Linked DNA regions of Mus musculus: all the other regions are linked to region 3. A link is a contact called in public promoter capture Hi-C data. All regions are on one chromosome and are shown on one strand. The core of a region is the stretch at or near the end of the contact, and the rest is flanking DNA. Distances in the headings are between cores, read along the strand shown.

Region 1 (4,035 bases), core at 545-3,044, 2.7 Mb before region 3:
AGAAAAATCCTGTCTTGAAAAGAGGGGGTGGGGGTGGGGCAAATATTGAGAGCAAGAAGAGATACCATTTCTAACTTGGAGTGGAGAATCGATGTTTTTAGACAGTAAACTGGGCTATCAGAGATAGTTCAGAGAAGATCCCTGACCTAAAACAGAAGGCTTCCCAGTCTCAAGTGATGCAAGGAAAACCCACTCAGGTATAGGTATAGGTGGCTTGTTCAGCCATAGAGCCCCTGCCTTGTGTGTAGTTCCAAATTCAGTCCCCAACACAAGTATGTATATACTCCCAAACTTGTAAGGTAATCAAATATTGCTTTCTGGACAAAGGATCTAAATCCAAGGTATGGCTCCAGGTCACCACTCCAAGTACAACCTGACCCCAGATAGGGATGGTCTCTGATTCACAATTCTCCCCTTTCTGCAGCCTTAGTATCTGGGATTAATTACAAGCGTCACCTTTTTGTTTGTTTGTTTTGTTTTGTTTTGTTTTTTAAGACAGGGTTTTTCTGTGTAGCCCTGGCTGTCCTGGAACTCACTTTGTAGACCAGGCTGGCCTCAGAAATCCACCTGCCTCTGCCTCCCAGGTGCTGGGATCAAAGGCGTGCGCCACCGCCACTACCCGGCTTTTTTTTTTTTTTTTAAGCCCACACTAATTCATGATCAGATTGGCCAAGGGACTTAAGTGTAAACCAAACTAATCGAGTAACTTAGAGTCTGTGATGTGTGTGTGGTCTTCAATACTAGCGTTCAAGTGGAACAGGCAAGCTGAGTTCAAGACCAGCCTGGTCTACGTAGCCAGTTCCATAACAGCCACGGCTACACAGACCCTGTTCCAAATAAAACCTCCAGATGCTCTTTTCTTGGCAAGCAATGAGGGAGGGAGAAAAGACATGCCCAACGAAGTGGACCCCGGCTTGTCCGCCCTTTGCCCTCCTTGCTGAAGCCGTTGTACTCAGAGCAAGGTGACCGCACCCCTCCAAGTTGTTCTAAGAGGGAATTTCTCAAAGCAAGCGCTCAGAAGGAAGGGAGCATACACAGAGTGGGTGATCAGTAATTAACTTGTGCGGGCAACCTATAAAGTAATCAGAATATTTGTCCAACTCTTCCAGTATGCTAGTCTCTGGTCCCTCAACACCAGTGGGGAAATCTAGGAAGGTTTCTTGGAAGTTAGCACAGGATTTTCAGAGAAACATCGTCGAACACACAGACCCGCTCCCGGCACCGAGTGATAGCTAGGCCCGCCGCGCTTCTGGGCGGTCCCCAGGCTTACCTCTTGCTGGGCGAGCAGCACCCTCCGCTCCCGCTCCTTCTCCTCCTCCCGGGCCTGGGCCTCGTCGCGCCGCACGCGGGCAACATTGTCCTTGTTCCGGACGTGCCAGCTCTTCTTCGGCAAGATATTCATGGCTCCAGTGCCGACCTCGGACTGTCAGGCCCACTCTTCAGCACTTCCGATTGGCTCGAGGATGCTCCCGCCCCATGGTTCCACCCTTGCTCGTGCATTGGTTCTGGGCCAATTGTCACGTCCCATCCTAGCCTTGTTTAGAGATTATTGGCTGAGAGCCTTCCATCTCAGCCAATCCTAAGCATTTGTAACCTGAGTTGCTCCACCCCCGGACGCTGCTTGATGAGGCTGTTGCCTGTCTATTCCTTTAAGCAGACATAACCTAGCTCTTCAGGCCGATTTGGACCTGGCCCCTCCCCAAACCCCGTCCGAGGCTTCAGAACGGGGTTTCAAAACGCAAAGCGGCCTTGACTGTTGTTTATTAATACGGTTCAATTGAGAGTGTAGCATTCGGGTGGCAGAGGGCGGGGAATTTGGTTCCAGAGATGAAAGAGTCCCATCACTTGATATGAAGTCACTGAAGCTGAGGGGCTGAAGGTTCAGCCAGACTTATCAGGAAGTTCCATTCCTTGAGCTCAGAGCCACAGCTCGCTGGGCCAGGAAGACTTTATTCTGCACTTCCTGCGGGCAAAAAGGAGCGAAAGTGAAGCACACCTTTTCATTCTTCTTTCATAGTCTCATAGAGCCCTTTCCGGGGAAATCAGCCTGGCTCACCGTCTCTATCTGGCGTTTGAGCTCAGAGATGAGGCGTCCGTAACAGTTAGCCAGGGCTACGGTATACATCATCAGGATGCTATGGAAGACAGGAATGAAAATCACTCTAGAAAAACAATCATCTTCATCATATGGCTCCTTAGAAACCAGGCTGGAGAGATGGCTCGTAACCGGAGCACTGGCTGCACTTCCAAAGGACCGGGGTTCAATTCCCAGCCCCACATGGCAGCTTACAATTGTAACTCAAGTTCGTTACTTCACACAGACAGTCACACTGTCCAAATACCAACACACATAAAAATTAAATGAATAAGTAAATTAAAGAAACCAATATCAGGATCCTCAAATCCCTTAAAACCCTTTTTGAGACTCTGAACACAAGTCTTTATCCTCTCTCTTTAGACCCAAAAGTTCAGACCCTTTAACCAGAGGTTAAACTAGAGGTTCAGGCTCCATACCTCCTCCCCCTTCATCAAATCGATAAATCCACACCCTAGCCCTCCTTTCCTCAGACCAGGAATCCAAACCCAGATGTCTTTTCTTAGACCCTAAGCATTCACACTCCGACTCTCCTGCTCTTGATTTATAGGCATCCCGGCCAGCCCCACGTCTCTGTTGTATATAGGCACCCAGCCCACCTCTCTAGCACTCAGGTGCCCAGAAACTCCTTTCTCTTTCAAACACTAAATTACACACATTCAAAGTCTGACTGCTCACCTAGAGAGGATCAGAAGAGGTACAGTAAAAGCTTGGGTTCCCAGAAAGTAGAGAAAATTCTGGGCAGTCTGAGGGAGGCTCTCAATGGCCTCAGGGATCTGGGCCCAAATGGACAGCTTCCCGCGGAACGGGCCACACAGTTTCGAAGGTGGGATCCTGTAGGGGGAGACACACTGGATTCAGTCAAGTCGAGCTAGAGTGAGAACAAACAGAAGTCTCTCGTACTTACAGGAAGATACTGTAAAGCACGGGAACTGCAGAGATCGCCAGACCCACAAGGAGAACCAGGGGGAAAAAGAAGTTTGCCGTGGATGCTCGGAAGGTGCGGGAAGCCGGTGAGTAGATGGAGAAGAGGGTTATCTGGTAGGGAGAGGCGAGGAAATGGAGGTGTAAGACTCAAGAGTCAATCCTTTGCTTTTCCCTGTTTCTTATCTTGGAGCTTTGGCCTCCTTTGGGGGCTGGGACCAGATCTCTGAGCCAATAGGACTCTGACTTCCAGCTCCCTCCTCCCATCCTCAGGGCATAGTAATCAGGGCCCTGATAACCGTCCTCCTTTCTCTAGCCCAGGACTACAGCCTCCAACACCTGTCAGCTCAGACCCTAGGCTACTCCTCAGACTCACCTTCTTCAGGCAGAACAGTATGAGGAACTTAGCAGTGTTGATCAAAGGCAGTAAAGGGCAGAAGAAGCTTCCCACCCAGACCACGGTCTGCGCATAGATGAGCCCCAGCACCTCATCTGGCACCTGGAACTCCAGGGTTCCCGACAGACGACCCAGTGCCCCAGGACAGAGGCCACAGAGTATCCTGAAGGGCAGAGTGGGACAGTCATAGGCTGCCTTTTGGCTTTCCTAACTCTACCACCCAGCCCATTCCTTGATTTTATGTTTATTTTTTAAATATTTATTTTAAAAAAGATTTATTCATTTATTTTATGTATATGAGTACACTGTAGCTGTACAGATGGTTGTGAGTCTTCATGTGGTTGTTGGGAATTGAACTTAGGACATCTGCTTGCTCTGGTCAACCCCACTTGCTCATGCCCAACGATTTATTTATAAATAAATACACTGTTGCTGTCTTCAGACACACCAGAAGAGGGTGTCAGATCTCATTATGGGTGGTTGTTAGCCACCATGTGGTTGCTAGGATTTGAACTCAGGACCTTTGGAAGAGCAGTCAGTGTTCTTACCCGCTGAGCCATCTCACCAGCCCCAGCCCATTATTTTGAAAATGCTTTTGAGGAGCTGAGCTTTTGTGAGG
Region 2 (4,101 bases), core at 1,236-3,735, 2.7 Mb before region 3:
AGGCTTCAAGACCCCTGTTTTTTTTGTTTGTTTGTTTTTCTTTCTTTCTTTTTTGTTTTTGTTTTTGTTTTTTCCACACAGGGTTTCTCTGTGTAGCCCTGGCTGTCCTGGAACTCACTCTGTAGACCAGGCTGTCCTCGAACCCAGAGATCTGCCTGCCTCTGCCTCCCGAGTGCTGGGATTAAAGGTGTGCGCCACCACGCCCGGCTAAGACCCCTGGTTTGTTCAAGGACATGCAATAATGAACAAGATTGTCTAGGTCTCCTTAACATCCACATTCATGGTCATCTCTATTCACCTATAGTGGTTACTAAAGAGATGAAGGACAAAGTGAAGGGAGAAGAGAGCAACATGCAGGGGGCAAGGAGGAGGGGATGGAGGAAGAAGGAAGGAAGGCTATGAAAGGGGGAAGGGAAAGAGACAGGAGAAAAGGGAGAAGAAAAGAGGCAAGGTATGTAGTGGAGGAAGGGATGGAAGGAGAGAGGAAGAGAGGGGAATGAGGGAATCTGGGGTGAAGCTAGGCACAAAGATAAAATGAGTTGTTGGAGGCGAGGTGTGAGCAGCATAGCATAGAGCAGGTGGAGTCTCCCACTCACCTGTTGGTGTGAAGTCAGCACGGCATGCAGGCCCTGCAGAAGGTGAAGAGTTGGTTTTTACAAAGCCCTTTGTGGACTACCGTCTCCCCTCTAAGGAGCCCTAGACTCTGATTACATGAAGCCTGCCACCGTCTTTTTTAGGATCAAGCAAAACTCTGTACTTCCATTCCCCATACTTAAGAAGCTGCTGTCTGACCCAAGAGGACAGGCCTCTGTTCCCCACCTTTCCTAAGAACAATACTTTGCTCCTTGGGGTTTCTCTGCCTTGGGGTTTGAAGGTTTAGATGCCCCCTCCCTCCAGCACAGTAGACTTGCCCATTTACCATGAGAACTGAATACATTCTTTGACCCCTAGATATCCCTTACTCTCCTCTGCCTGGAGATCCAGAGAAACCTATGCTCACCCCCGACCCAGCAATCTGTCTTCCCCCGTTTAGGACTCAGGTATCTGGGTACCAGTCCTGATTCCTTTTTCTAAATTGGATGTTGAATTCCATATGAACAGATATAGCCCTCAGCCCAGCCAAGGATCCACACACAGGGGAGGGACAGCTCACAGAGAGTCGACAGCTGGAGTATCAGCGACAGGACCATGGTGGGCACTCTCCGTGGAGCTGAGGAAAAGGTTGACCCTGCCTTTTTCACTCTGAGGAAATGAAGCAACACCAGAAAGCCATGTGAGAGTCCTGTTTAGGGAACAGAGGAGTCAGGTGGAGGCTCCTGGGTAACTGTGTCATAGTTTCATTGTCTTGGAAAAAGTTGCAAGATGGAACAGTCATAGCCTCTGGTGTTCTTTAATTTAACTTAAAAGTTGGGGAGGAGGGCTGAGGACGTTGTCGCTAAGTAGAAGACCACTTGCCCAGAGTAGCCTCAGCACTGAGGAGAGAAAGGAAAGGGGCAGGTGGGAGGAAGAAAAATGGAAAAGAGGAAAAAAACAACAACAACAACAAAAAAAACAAAACAAAAAGGTAGAAAGGGAAAAAGAAGCTTGCTGTACAATATGTACTATGCCGGTAACAAGAGAAGGCTCAGACTCCATTACTGCTCTCACTGTCCAGTCCAGATATGTTAATTTTTTTAAGTGATGTGCATTATCTTAGAGGCTCAGGCTTGTAATCTCACCAGCTTGAGAAACCAAGGCAGGAGGCTGTCAAGTTCAAAGATTGCAGGGCCAACTTGAGCCATTTAATGCCCTGTCTCAAAATAAAAAGTAATGAAAGGGCTGAAAAATGTGGCTCAACAATAAAAGATATGCCTAAAATCCACCAGCAGGGACCTGGGATAGTAGAATCTATCAGCAAGTGGACGGAGGAGTGGCTCAATCGGAGATGGGTAGCCTAGCCTGTCCTGGTTTCAGTTTTCAGCACTAAGGGGCAGATGGAGGGAAAAGCCATGATCTGCATGCTAGTAACACAAAGCACAGGCAGTCCTTAATATATTTGGGATTAATTTAGAATTTCCAGAATGAGCTTATGTCTAGATGTGATCTCAATGTAAAGCTGACTTTTTTTTTTTTAAGGTTTATTTATGAGTACACTGTTGCAGTCTTCAGACACACCAGAAGAGGGCGTCAGATCCCATTGCAGATGGTTGTCAGTCACCATGTGGTTACTGGAAATTAAACCTTTGGAAGAGCAGACAGAGCTCTGAGCCATCTCTCCAGCCCAAAGCTGACTTTATTACAGGAGAACGTTATGTTACTTCTCCGATGCATTTGCTGAGTTATAAACTATAAGAAAATGGTGAGGCCAGCAGGTGTTCAAGGTGGTTTAAATCTTTCAGTCCTCTTAAGCCTCACTCCAGAACTACAACTCCCGAAAGGGTCCACGTCCTCGCCCAAGGGGCGGGGCCTCACGCAAGGAGAAGGACCACAACTCCCAGAGAGCTCCGCTCCTTGTCGCCGCCAAGAACAAGATGGCCGGGAGTAAGTACAGGTTTGGAGCTCGCGGGGATCAAGTAGTTCCAGGAAACTGTGGGCTGATCCGTGGCTGAGTCTCAGTGGAGCCTTGGGGACCGGTAATCCGTCCCAGAATAGGGGCGCGGCAGTCACGAGGGTGCAGAGCAGGGGTGATACGAGAGTGTTAGAGGTCACCGCAGTAGTCCCCAAGGGTGACTGTCTTCTCACCTCTCTAGGAATCTCTGCCTTCCTCAAGAATGCCTGGGCGAAGGAGCCGGTGCTGGTGGTGTCCTTCTCTGTCTGGGGCCTCGGTGAGTGCCCCCTTCCCCGGCGCGAAAGTGCATCCTCCACCCGGAAGTCATCAGCATTCCACGGCACAGTTTCATCTCGCATCCCCTTGCCAGCCATATCCTGACATTACTGTCGCTCTTCCCTCACCACACACAAGAGGTGCACATTCAACTCAGTTTGACTCTGTAGGCAGAACTCCTCGGCGAAGTCTGACTTATGCAAATCTCTCAGCAAGCCTCCCACCTTGCAGTGGGACAGGGTTACTCACAGTTCTGATGCATTGAAGCCCGGGAGATGGAGGTGACCTGTTAAATTTTCATTCTGAAAGTCTGGGGTGAGGCCTTGGATTTGGCAGCCATCACAGTACCAAAATTGTCAGTATTGCTGGCCTGGAGTGTGACAGAGAAGTTCTAAAACCCACCACCAGCTATCTACCACCCTGACTTTCAAAGACCTAGAATGCTCTAATGTATGTGGTTTTAATTGATTATATGTTGAAATAGTGATTTAATGTATACTTGGTTCGTTCTTAAAGTTAAAATTACATTTTTTAAGGTGTGTGTGTGTGTGTGTGTGTGTGTGTGTGTGTGTGTTGGCTACCAGTTGGGTTTGGGGGGTCGGAGGACAACTTACTGGAGTCAGTGCTCATTCTGAGTTCCAGTGAGCAGGTAATTTTAACTATTGAGCTCTCTCACCACACTAAGGTTAAAAACTTCCTTGAACTGACTTCTTCTGAATCTTTTCAGTTTTCTTTTTTATAGAGGATACAAATCACTTAGCTCAAGTGGGCCTCAAACTCACAGCAGTCTGCCTTGGGTTCTTATGTGTTGATATCACACGCCTGAGCCACCATCCCTGCATATCTTTATTTTATTTTATTTTAATTATTATTATTATTATTTGGTTTTTCGAGACAGGGTTTCTCTGTGTAGCCCTGGCTGTCCTGGAACTCACTCTGTAGCCCAGGATGGCCTCGAACTCAGAAATCCACCTCTGCCTTCCAAGTGCTGGGATTAAAGGCATGCGCCACCACTGCCCGGCACGTATCTTTTCTTAAAAATGTGTGTGCGCCTCTGGAGGCAAGAAGAGGACGTAGGTTCTTTTTCCTTTGGAGTGGGAGATATTAGGCATTTATGAGCTGCCTGACATGGCTGCTGCGGATTGAACTCAAGTCTTCTGGACGACTAGAAAGTACTCTCCTTACCTGAAGAGCCATCTCCCAGCCCCCTCAGCTTTTACACACTATGTTATCTGTGTTTCTGTATCCACATATGTGGGAGTGCTCACAAAAGCCAGATACGTTTGTTGGATGCTGTG
Region 3 (3,921 bases), core at 365-2,864:
TGGGGATTTAGCTCAGTGGTAAAGTGCTTGCCTAGCAAGCCCAAGGCCCTGGGTTCGGTCCTCAGCTCCGGAAAAAGGAAAAAAAAAAGAAAAAAAAAGAAAAAAAATCTGACTCTTATATTTTGGTTCCTATGACATTGTCGTATTTGCTGCTTCCAACATTATGACATTCCCATTTTGTAGGTGAAACATATGCTGGTTTGCTGATCCCAGAGGTGATCAACATGAGTGGGAGGGAGGAGACAATCAGATGTAGAATAGTGGCTGTTTTTATTGTAGCAAAGCTTTCCCGCAAAGATCAAACTTCCAAGCCTTGCGTCGTGGGGGCTCACACCATTGATTTCAATTTGGAAGAAAACGAATGGATACAGAAAGATCAAGAGTTACCCATTTCGGAGGTTAGTCTGGGCTAACCACCTCAAATCTCCCTCTACAAAAATTATAATCTCAAAAACTAACAATAAAGATCGAGCTTGGTTAAGTAAGGGACAGTGACATCAAGGAGGCTCACAAAAGAGTGTGAGGGAAGCCTCACGAAAGGGTGGGGAGCCTAACAAAGAGCTGGCGCAAGACTCGCCCTAACCGACACGGCTAGGAATCCTGGGCAACCCTTCTGTATAATCACGCACTCAGCCACACACTGTCACAGCTCCAATCCGTTCTGCAAACAGTCTTAAATGGTGCCTTTCTCCTCAAATTCTGCCCTTTTTCTCTGACTCCTCTGAGAAGCCGCCCCTTCTCCTTCAAGCCCCGCCCTCACCTCGGGCTGCGGGGAGAACCTCCCTACTTGCTAAGCCCTGCCCCTCATCTCAGAATGCTGTAAACCCTCCCCTTTTCTGCTTAGCGCCAGGCTCACCATGCACTACGCTGAAAACCTGCTCTTTCGCCTCAAGCCCCGCCGCCCTCTAGATTTTGCTGAGAACCCGCCCCTTCTATACTAAGTCCCGCCCTCTAGAATCTGCTGAGAACCCGCCCCTTCTTCAAGCCCCGCCTTCACCTCTGACTGTGAGGAGAACCGCCCTACTGGCTAAGCCCCGCCCCTTCAGATTGCCGAGAACCCACTCCTTCAATGCTTAGCACCGCCCTCACACGAGCCGCTGAGAACCCGCCCCTTCTCCTCCAAGCTCCGCCCTCACCTCCGGAGGCGGAGACCAACCGTTCTTGCTAAGCCCCGCCCTCACCTCGGATTCTTCTGAGAACCCGCCCCTCCTCTAATCCCTGCCCTCACCTCACCTCACACAGAGCTGAGAACCCGCCCTACTTGATAACCCCGCCCCTCACCTAATACGGATAAGCTCCCGCCCCTTACCCACTTAGTACCGCCCTCTCCAGGGACTCTGCTGAGAACACGCCCCTTCTCCACCAAGCCCCGCCCCTTACTCCAGTTTCTTCTGGGAACCTTCCTATCTAAGCCCAGCCCCTCACATCAAACTTCTGAGACCCTTGCTCTTCTCTGCTTAGCTTTGCCTTCACCCTCAGTCTAAGAAACTGTTCTCCGTAGTACCCGCTTCTCATCGCAGACTTCGCTGAGTACACGCCCCTTCAGCCCCACCTTTCTCAGATTAAGCTCTTAGGTCGTCGCTGGCAGAGGCTGCGCTTGCGCACACATAGCTTGTAGGAAACCTCCCAGCGTTCCTCGGTTGACAGCGTCTGGGTAAGGCAGCTAGCGGGCGCTTGTTAGGGAGTGGGAGCCCGAGCGCTGCGGGCAGGGGAGATCCTCGTGGTCCCTGTGTTTTCTGTCTGGAGGTAGGCAGGCGGTTGCGTGGAATCTAGGGGGCACGAAAGCTCAGACGACTGGGCGTCCGGATCTAAGTCTGTGCTTGGGTGTGCCAGGCCCGTGCGTGTGTGAAAGGAACTGGGCTGTAAGTTTTCGGTGTGAGAGAGGGAGACAGAGTCTGAGAGAAATAAGTGCTGTGATTGTGAGAGAACTGTGAAATGTATGATGATAAGTGTGTCTTCCAGTGATCTGCATTACAGCACTTAAATGCTTGGAATCTCCAAAGTAATAAATACCTTGTTGACTGCTCTTGATTGATGGCTGACAAGACTCAAGGTAGTTTCAGAGTCGGTGCTGATCATCGCAGACGCTAAACGGGATTAGAGGATCAGTCCCAAACCCCATCCAGGAGAGGACAGGAGCTGAGGTTGATCACCAGATGCCAGTCCTTTTGTTGATGTTTCGAGACAGAATGTCATGTAATCCAGCAGTCCTCAAACTCTTTATGTAAGTAGAGGATGAGTTTGGAACTCTGATCTTCCTAACTCAGCCTTCCAAGTGCTGTAATTACAGGCGTGTGCAACCCACACTCAGATAAATGATTTACACAGCCATGCTTACGTGATGAAGTGTCCATAGCGACTCAAAAGGAAAGGATTCAAAGAGCTTTCTGACAGGAGTATTGTATCCCTGCATAGAAATCCTGAGAGGCCGTTGAGGGAAGTGGGTAAAGTGAAGATAGGATTGTGTTGGAGACTTCAAGATGTTGGAGATACTAGAGTCGTGGGGTAGCTGCAGCCTGAGTGTGGAACCAGCCCAAGACAGAGAAGTACGTGGCAGTCAGCAAAGCTGAAAGGATTCGGAGATCTGAATGACACAGAGATGCAGAATTTAGAGTTTGCCCTGCTTGTTTTCCGTCTTTGTTCTTTGGTCCAGTATTGATTTTCTTATTGTGCTCCTTTCTCTCCCTTTTGGAATGTGTTTTTATTTTTAAAGATTTATTTATTTTTGCTTGTATGGATATTTTGCCTGCATGCACAAATATGTACACCAAATGCATGGCTGGAGGCATGGATCTCCTGGAACTAGAGTTACAGGCAGTTGTAAGCTGCCATGTGGGTGCTGGGAATTGAACCCCAGTCCTCTAGAGGAACATCCAGTGTTCCTAACTGCTGAGTCATTTCTCCAGCCCCACTTTTGGAAATAATGTGTATGCTTTGGCATTGTATGTTGCGAGCATGTGATCTGCTTTTTAATTTTGACTTTACAGGGCTACAGTTATGAGATTGCATGAGTCTCAGAAGAGATTTTGACTTTGGACTTTAGTGTTGAGACTGTGATAGACTATGAAGGCCTTTGAAGTTGAACTGAGTGCATTTTTGCATTATGATATGGCTACAAGCCTAAGGGGGCCAGGGAGTGAAATGTGCTGGTTTGAATAAGAATGGCCCTCATAGGCTCATATACTTGAATGCTTAGTCATCAGGCTACTACTTGAGAAGAATTAGAAGGTGTGGCCTTGTTGGAGTGGGTGTAGTCTTGTTGGGGTAGGTGTGGCCTTACTGGAGGAAGTATGTCACTGGAGGTAGGCTTTGGGGATTCAAACGCCCAAGCCAGGCCCAGTGGCTCTTTCTTCCTGATGCCTGTGGTTCTGGGTGTAGAACTTTCAGTTACTTCCCCAGAACTTTGTCTGTCTGTCTGTCTGTCTGCCTGTGTGCCACTATGTCCCTACCCTGATGATAATGAACTAAACCTCTGAAATTAAGCAGGCCTCAGTGGAATACTTTCTCTTACAGGAGTGCCATAGTCACAGTGTCTCCTGGTAGATGTTAGAGGATATAGGAAGTGAGGGTTAACTGAAAGGACAACTCCAATGCAGAATTCATGAAGATGTCATCTATGATAGGGTGAGACTTTGGGGTGATACAGAAGTTTTGGGGTTACCCATGCTCCTATAAATAATTCTTTACCCGTGCTCTGTAAAAAAGCCCAATAAACCTGTTGTTCCACCAAGTTGGATTTTTGTGGGATTATTACGTAGGTCTGTCCCCTATCTGAGGTAAACAGAGTTTGTTCTAAAACTCAGAAAAAGCTCATGCAATGAGAACCAGATATACTAATATATCAAATATCAGCAAATGCATGAAGCTCTTTGGAGAAGTTGAATGAAAAGGGTCACGGCACACACTTGTGTATGTGTGTAT

The links. Promoter capture Hi-C pulls out the DNA fragments that hold promoters and counts their contacts. Capture Hi-C pulls out chosen DNA fragments and counts their contacts.
Region 1: a contact with region 3 is called in a promoter capture Hi-C map of adipose tissue, with 4 times the contacts expected there. The contact joins the promoter of Leng1 here to the promoter of Zfp78 in region 3. A contact is called at or near these places in 2 of 39 promoter capture datasets (liver and pre-B cells) and 1 of 9 other capture datasets (adipose tissue).
Region 2: a contact with region 3 is called in a promoter capture Hi-C map of liver, with 5 times the contacts expected there. The contact joins the promoter of Ndufa3 here to the promoter of Zfp78 in region 3. A contact is called at or near these places in 1 of 39 promoter capture datasets (liver), 2 of 484 Hi-C or Micro-C datasets (B cells and CD4 T cells), 1 of 115 datasets of contacts at active chromatin or transcription factors (astrocytes) and 1 of 9 other capture datasets (adipose tissue).

Annotation. Positions count from the first base shown.
Region 1 is chr7:3,664,046-3,668,080 of GRCm38.p6, forward strand. Leng1 (leukocyte receptor cluster (LRC) member 1) reads right to left here and starts at 1,795. Exons shown (of 4, transcript NM_027203.3): 1 at 1,271-1,795. The coding sequence starts at 1,402. Tmc4 (transmembrane channel-like gene family 4) reads right to left here. Exons shown (of 15, transcript NM_181820.2): 11 at 3,396-3,579; 12 at 3,003-3,133; 13 at 2,774-2,929; 14 at 2,057-2,135; 15 at 1,709-1,963. The coding sequence ends at 1,895.
Region 2 is chr7:3,614,888-3,618,988 of GRCm38.p6, forward strand. Ndufa3 (NADH:ubiquinone oxidoreductase subunit A3) reads left to right here and starts at 2,486. Exons shown (of 4, transcript NM_025348.3): 1 at 2,486-2,520; 2 at 2,730-2,804. The coding sequence starts at 2,511. It overlaps Oscar (osteoclast associated receptor), which reads right to left and starts at 1,270. Exons shown (of 5, transcript NM_001290377.1): 1 at 1,154-1,270; 2 at 597-629. The coding sequence starts at 1,190.
Region 3 is chr7:6,361,694-6,365,614 of GRCm38.p6, forward strand. Zfp78 (zinc finger protein 78) reads left to right here and starts at 1,615. Exons shown (of 5, transcript NM_001025163.1): 1 at 1,615-1,654.